2 separate regions of the Triticum aestivum genome follow, and region 1 is linked to region 2. A link is a contact called in public Hi-C data. All regions are on one chromosome and are shown on one strand. The core of a region is the stretch at or near the end of the contact, and the rest is flanking DNA. Distances in the headings are between cores, read along the strand shown. Region 1 has its middle 65 kb from the start of LOC123063371. Region 2 holds the start of LOC123063345 (alpha,alpha-trehalose-phosphate synthase [UDP-forming] 1).

The links. Hi-C and Micro-C count contacts between places; a contact is called where the count stands out from the background.
Region 1: a Hi-C map of leaf shows a contact between it and region 2, with 7 times the contacts expected there. The contact joins the enhancer-like site here to the promoter of LOC123063345 in region 2. A contact is called at or near these places in 2 of 5 Hi-C or Micro-C datasets (both in leaf).

The regions. Positions count from the first base shown.
Region 1 is chr1A:531,263,214-531,266,872 of IWGSC CS RefSeq v2.1, reverse strand. No RefSeq gene overlaps it. Among protein-coding and RNA genes, the nearest start is that of LOC123063371, 65 kb to the left of the region's middle. Within about 2 kb of position 1,707, at least 4 of the 8 cell types and tissues checked have an H3K27ac peak or open chromatin away from gene starts, as enhancers often do. A contact at or near this core is called in leaf, where this site is marked.
Region 2 is chr1A:530,918,791-530,922,577 of IWGSC CS RefSeq v2.1, reverse strand. LOC123063345 (alpha,alpha-trehalose-phosphate synthase [UDP-forming] 1) reads left to right here and starts at 1,921. Exons shown (of 18, transcript XM_044487108.1): 1 at 1,921-2,172; 2 at 2,957-3,492; 3 at 3,587-3,684. The coding sequence starts at 2,994.

The DNA.
Region 1 (3,659 bases), core at 458-2,957, 340 kb before region 2:
TTCTACTGATTTATCCAATTTCTTTACACATCAGACATGCATACAACACACAAACATGTAACATATTCAATGCACCGTGGAAGAATCGGTTCTATTATAGTCAGTTTTCACTGTTACCACCGTGCTTTTATAGGTTAATCCATTATTTACACGATGGACATGCACACCAACGGTAAGGTCATTCAATGCTTTGTGGAATTTTTTGCTTCTGTCTGTGAGACTTTATTTGCCACGTCCTACCCATCAATGTCATGTCTCCATTGCAATTCGTATTACTCCGTAGATATGTATGGACAGGTTGGGACTGTACATATATACATACGACCGATGTATCATGAATGTGAAAATCACTCAAGTAACTGTGCAAAGGATTCCGAACCAAAAAGTGACTCGTAATGATTTCAACGAGCTGCGCACTCGTGTGCTCCTCATCCTTGTCCCAATAGGCGGGAGCTCCTATTTGGCGCTTCAGGCGCCAGGGAAGCTCCATGGCGCCCATGTGCCAGCGACGGTGGACCGACCCATCTATACATTAACATTTGACAAAAAAACCAGGGGAAAAAATCTCAAAAACGAAAAAAAAACCTCACGAATTTTGAAAACAAAAGTTCATGAACTTGAGTTAATTGAATGTGAAAAAAGTTCATCAAATTTGAATTTTTTAATTGAATTTGGAAAAAATCATCATTTTTACAAAAGATCATTGAACTGAAAATAGCTTCATCAATTTTGTAAAGGTTCAACAATGTTGAAAAAAGTTTATCGATATTGGAAAAAAGTTCACCAATTTTTGAAAAAAACAGTTCAATTTGTTTTTTGCGAAAGATCATTGAATTGAAAAAAATGTTCATCAATTTTGAAAAAGGTTCAACAATGTTGAAAAAAGTTTATCGATTTTGAAAAAAAGTTCACCAATTTTTGAAAAAAAAACAGTTCAATTTGTTTTTTGCGAAAGATCATTGAATTGAAAAAAAAGTTCATCAATTTTGAAAAAGGTTCAACAATGTTGAAAAAAGTTTATCGATTTTGAAGAAACATTCATCGAAATTGAGTTCACCAAATTTGAAAAAGTTCATCAAATTTTAAAAACTTCATCATTTGTTTTACAAAAGATCATTGAATTGAAAAAAATGATCGATTTTGAAATAAAAATCATCGATTTCGCAGAACTTTCTATAACAATCATCAAATTTTAAAAAAGTTTATTGATTGTGAAAAAAGTTAATCAATTCTGTAAAAGTCTCACCAATTTCGAAAAATGTTACTGAGATTTATGTAGCAAAAAAGGAAATAAAAATAGCTAAACGGGCTGGCCCAGCTTAGAGGGCTTCAGGCGCCATTTGCAAAATGCACAGTAACGCGCGCCTGAAGCGTCAAATAGGATCTGCCATAGGGGCGCCCTGCTTCAGTTGGGGAAAAACGTCGCTTGGTTGATGCTTCTGCACCAGATGAAGTCCACTTGCTTCCACGCACACGGGTGATTTTTGTCCCTCTGGTATTCCCGACAGGGCATTCGACCGGCGATCTCCCCATATCCGGCACGTCCATGTCCATGAGTCCATCTCTCCGATAAAAGCACGTCCATCATCGATCGTGGGCCGTGGCCTGGCCGGAGGAGCGAGTGATCTCGACGTATCTGCCGCCGGGCACATTCTCGCCACGTGGCGGGGCGTGATACGCACGCGCCCTGCCACTTGCATGCACGGCCAGGGCCAGGGCCAGGCTACGCACCACCACACGCGCTAGCTAGCTGTAGCCCATGCACCACAGTCCACAGGTGTAGTAGTAGAAGTATTTCAAAATCTATATGTATACTTTTCCGTAGGATCTGGTAGCGTACGCACGTACGTGCTGCCTTGTACTCCCTCCGTTCCAAATTATTTGTCGCAGAAATGGATGTATCTAAAACTAAAATACATTTAGAAACATCCATTTCTACGATGAATAATTCGGAACGGAGGGAGTAGAAAATTGTACTGCTGCATGCTATGCTTGTCCGAATATTATGCTCCCGAAACCGAAAGGATGAAAAGGGGAGGGGTTACGGAAGGTAATTGGTACTGCTCCTACTCCTACTATACTATCTATCTAGCGCTGCACTGCAACACATCAACCTTTTGCAAGTTGGGCGGGCGATGGATCGATGCCACGGTCGAAAAGGGCCGGAGATTCGACGTAGTACTATGTGACGGTTCTATATATGTAAACGCACGTAGTGCAGACCTTGCGTGTCATTCTCACAGCGACGAGTACTCTGTAGAAAACTGTACTGCCGGTGAATGCAGGTTCGAAGCTAGCTAGCTCGTTTTTCCGTTTGAAAAACGGATTGATTATTATTCTCATAAAACGAAGAAAAGGGGAGGAGCTACGCAAGGTACTTGGTACTGTCTAGCACTGCAACACATCAAGCTTTTGCAAGTTGCTCGGGACGACGGATCGATGCCAGGAAAAGGGCCGCGGATTCGATCGTGATCTCACTCACCCCGGGCATAAAACCGCCAGCAAGTTGCAACATGATGCATACGCATGGTAGTACTGCCACCTCCAACTAGCACTAGCACCAGGACGTACTCTACCACACTGACTGACACCGCGCGCGGCGAGATCTGGGCGAGATCGGATAAAAGGTGGCGGTGTCGCGCGCCCGGCCAGGGCGCGATTCCCGATGAGGATTTGGTTCGGTTCCTCCGTGGATCGCAGGGGCACATGCATGCATGCCGCTGCCCGGTCTGCTTTCCGTTTCCAGCCGCGGCGCGTCGTGATGTCAGCCCCGGCCCCGCCCCGCCCGGGAGAATAGCAGTACGAGAAAATGATGGCATGGTGGAAGCTCTGTGCATGCAAATGCCCTGGAAGTTGTCACATACATACTACACTTTACTTAACGATATGCTAATAATCTAGTGGGTCTCGACATGGCATGTAGGTATATGAGTACACAACATCCCATGAGATTGCTTTCGTAAAAGAACAATCTCATTTTCGAAACTTAGCGAGAAGAGTATCTTTTCAGTGCCGAACTACTGTTTCAAAGATAAGAAAGATCCATGTACATGCAAAGAATGGATGCGAGCAGCTAGCATGTCCATGTCAAATATGACAGGAAAAATCCCGAGCCGACATTTTTCTTTCTTTCTCGGTAGCCAGAAGGTTGCATAACTCGTAGTGTATCCCCAAGCTCTCATGCGGTCATACGTACCCTTTTTTTTTTTGCCAAAATTGCATTGACAAGTTTATCAGGAATTATTTTCCATATATTTTTGTGACTTATTATAGGCCTCTCAATACTTGCTAATTGTTTCCACCACATTAAAAGAGACAAAGCAAAAAAGCCCTTAACCTTGTCGTCCTCGTAGTTTGAAGGAGATCAGTACCATCGTCCTCGGTGCGGGTTACCTCGGGTGCTTGCACGCGAAGAATCGGGAGATATTTCGTACGAGATATGGAAAGATAAAGTGCTTGCGACTAGTTCAGCGGTCGCTATGATATTGAGTGACTTCTTGTAAGCATCGTGTGAGGTACAAATGAGCTGATCCGCTGCGATGGGCGATTCTCCACTATCATGGTGATGTCCCTTTGCTTTAGATTGCCCTTTTATGTTCCTTTCGTGGCTTTTTCTGTTGCCTTTTGTTGCAAGGAAATATCCGGAGTCTATATATGTG
Region 2 (3,787 bases), core at 672-3,171:
TGGCCTTTTCTCTAAACGTATTAGGAATTCATCCATTTCACCCCTCAACTATTCCTTGAGTCCAACTTTGGTCCAAGAATTTGAATATGAATAACATAAACCCCAACTCTTAAAACTAGATATCTTTGTTCCCTTTCTCCCCGACGTTTCTTTTTTCTCGAATACGCATAGCATGCATATCTCCGCCGAGGGTGTTACAACACACCCGTCCACTCCACTCTAACAACCAAATCTACGTCTCATTCGACACCCACATTTGAATCCGCTAGAAGAGGAGATCTAAACCCGGTGCTCTCAACAATCCCGCCGTCCTCCAAGCTCTACCCTCAACAAGATCCCTGCCTATCAACTGCTGCAAAAGATGGCGGCTCACCATAAAAAAAATACCGTTCTGGTGCTTCCACAACTCCCAAAAGTCCAATGTGAGCAAAGCTCGCAAATCCTTGTCATGCATGCCTTGGATGCACTTGCCCAAGATCCAAACAGGGAGGGTGCTTCTCTGCATGGGGGTCCAGTCCAGCTTGTCCAGAGCTGTGCACAGATGTAACCAGAATGCTCTCGAGAAGACGCATTGCAACATGATATGACTCATGGTTTCATCCTCCTGGTTGCAAAGTGGGCAAGTATCCTGATGCGGCAGTCCACGTCTAGCCAAACGATCGGAGGTCCAACAACGGTTCTTCATGGTGAGCCCAACAAAGAACCGACACTACAGGAGGGGGGGGTATAGACTTCCACGTGAAATCAGCCATGGGGGCAAGCTGTCTTCCCATGAACAACACTGTGTACGCCGATCAAGTAGTGTAAGCGCCACCCGGCTCCCAAGCCCACTTGGTGACATTCGGAATCCCAACTTGTATTTGTATGTTTCCAACGCGCTGCCATAATACCATGAACTCCATGACGGTCGGTGCATCCATGTCCGGCCTCACGTCGTTGGCCCACCGCCCATTCTCCAAGGCCTCATGCACACGTAGTTGTGAGCGCACACAAGGTGATACCATTCTCCCCGACGTTGAAGTACTTTGACGGATGACACAACGGTGATTTTGCACATGTGAAAGCACATTCAGAAAATATTTTCTGGAAGAATAGCAAATAAATGAATAAGGAAGAAAGTTACTACAAAACATGAAAACAAGAATATGAAGACAAACTATTGGATAGAGAACTTAAGACATATGGAAAATATGAAAATTTTAAAAATAGAAAATGATTCCTAAGAATATTCATGAACGGAGAAGAATTATGGTCGAGTACATTTATTACTTCTATTTTTCGTTAAACTATAAGCTATGATTTTAAAATTGATATGTATGTTTTCATGTATAGCAGTCACATATTTCTCTAGCTTATATAGAACCTTTTTATGGTCTCCCTTAAAAAGGTACATTGTCATGTATTTCCTTTCTCTTTTAGTCTACTAGTATTCCATTCCATTACAAGAGCAAATTAAAAGCAGGGTCAGGAATACACGGTGATTTACACTAAACACCTCTAGGCCCGAGGGTTGCAGCCCCGCGGGGCACGAGGGACAATTCCACAAATACTACGCGTAGCTGGTTCCTTTTTCTTTATACTCCCTCCTTCCATCTATATAGAGCCTAATACGTTTTTCGAGGCTAACTTTGATCAAATGTTAAAGCAATAATATATGACATGCAACTTACACAAAGCACATCATCAAATTCGTATGTGAAAGGAGCTTTCAATGATATAATTTTTATATTATGCATGTCATGTACTATTAATTTTATCAATAGTCAAAGACAATCTTGAAAAACGCATTAGGTCCTGTATAGATGGAAGGAGGGAGTATATAAATACGGTCCGCGGGGCAGGAGGTGCTGCCGCTAGCTGGATCCCAGGCCCAGCGATCCTATAAAAAGGTGCCAATCGCCCCCACCCCGACCTGCATATCGCCCGTGCTCTCAAACAAGAGTGCGAGTTCCAGGCGTGGCGGCCCTGCTGCACCCCCCTCTCCCTCCCCCTCTCACCCCCTAGTGTATTCTCTTCTGCTAGTCTGTTGCAGTCCCCTCCCATCCCCCGGGCTCATCTCGCTCTTGTTATAACCAGCCGGCCGGAGTCGGAGTCTCATCCCATTGCAGAGCAGCGCGAGGCGGCGAAGGCGACCGATCCGGGAGCGCACGCGCGGCGAGACCTTGACATAGGGTGAGATGTTGATCTGTACCACGTCGTCCCTTTTCTTCTCTCCTTTCGTTCGCCCGTGCGGCGGCGCCGCCTCGCTTGGATGGATCCCGGCCGGCGCGCAGGGTGGCTCCCGCCGATCTCATCGGGGACTAGTAGATTGGATTGGTAGTTCCGATGCCGGGGGCCGTATGGGCCGTGAACGCGATCACGATCACGATCCGGCCTTCTCCGGGTCTTGTAATCGCATTCGATTTCCGTTGTGTAGATCTTTTTTGTTGTTGTTAAGTTTATTTTTCCTGTTAGTAGTAGAGTAGAGTTTTTTTTAGGGAAAAGTAGAACGGAACGTGATTACGGTACTGTATTTGCGTTTGAAGCTTTTTGAAAACAAAAAAAGGGGGAGGAATTGTGTGTGTGTGTGTGTGTATGACGAACGGTGGGCGTAATAAAAGAGGATTTTCTGCGGCCCGGCGCGCTTGACTAGGCCCGTGCTCCTGGCTGGCGGCTATCCCACTGACGCACGGGCCCCACCGCGCGCCGTTTTAGCAGGGTCCGTGGCGAGCGAGCCGCTGCGCACGGAGTCACACAACGCAACACGAGAGGAAAGCAGCGCAATTAAGGCCGGCCGCGCCTCCTCCTCGGGACGCGCGCGCGCTCGCGGGCGGGCGGGAGGCAGAGCCGTCGCCGTTCGCTGTTCGTCGCTCGCCGCCGGCCGCCGGCCGCCGCCCATGAGTGATGATGGGCCGTCTCGTTTGTCCGCCTTGTCGCGCCGCCGTCGCTCACCGCGTGCGTCCGCCTAATGCTGCAGGCCGAATCAGCCGGCGGGGGAGTCGTCGCGGCGGTCCATGAGCGCTGACGCCGCGGGCAGCAACATCATCAGCCGAAGAAGAAGCAGGCTGGGCGACGAAGCCATGCCGACCCCGTCCTCCAACGCCCCCGACTCCTCGCCCTTCTCCAACGACGGCGGCGCCTCGCCGAGCGACATCGACCGCGTGCTCCGGGGCAACGGCCGGCGCCACCACCTGCCCACGGCCGCGTCCCCCGACGCCATGGACACGGACGTCGCCGAGCCCGCCGCGGCCTCCCTTGCCGACTGCGGCGCCCAGTCGCGCCCCGAGGGCGCGCACGCCAACATGGACGACACCGGTGGCGGCGGGTCGGGGGGCCACGCCGCGCGGCCGCCGCTCTCCGGCCCCCGCAGCGGGTTCCGCCGCCTCGGCCTGCGCGGCATGAAGCAGCGCCTCCTCGTCGTGGCCAACCGCCTCCCCGTCTCCGCCAATCGCCGCGGCGAGGATCAGTGGTCCCTGGAGATCAGCGCCGGTGGCCTCGTCAGCGCGCTCCTCGGTAATCCCTTCTCCTCAATGTCATGCGCCGGAGCGATGCATGCATCGGAATCCTGCACCAGCAGCTGCACGTACTGAATTTTCTGACTTCGCAGGTGTGAAAGATGTCGACGCGAAGTGGATCGGCTGGGCCGGTGTGAATGTCCCCGACGAGGTCGGCCAGCAGGCTCTCACCAATGCACTCGCCGAGAAGGTTCGTTGCAATCCACAGAATCTATGACATATCTGATGCCAACTGAACCAATAGAACAGTGCTGTCTGCTTTTTTACCACTCTAGTTCGTTCTAGTGACTGAA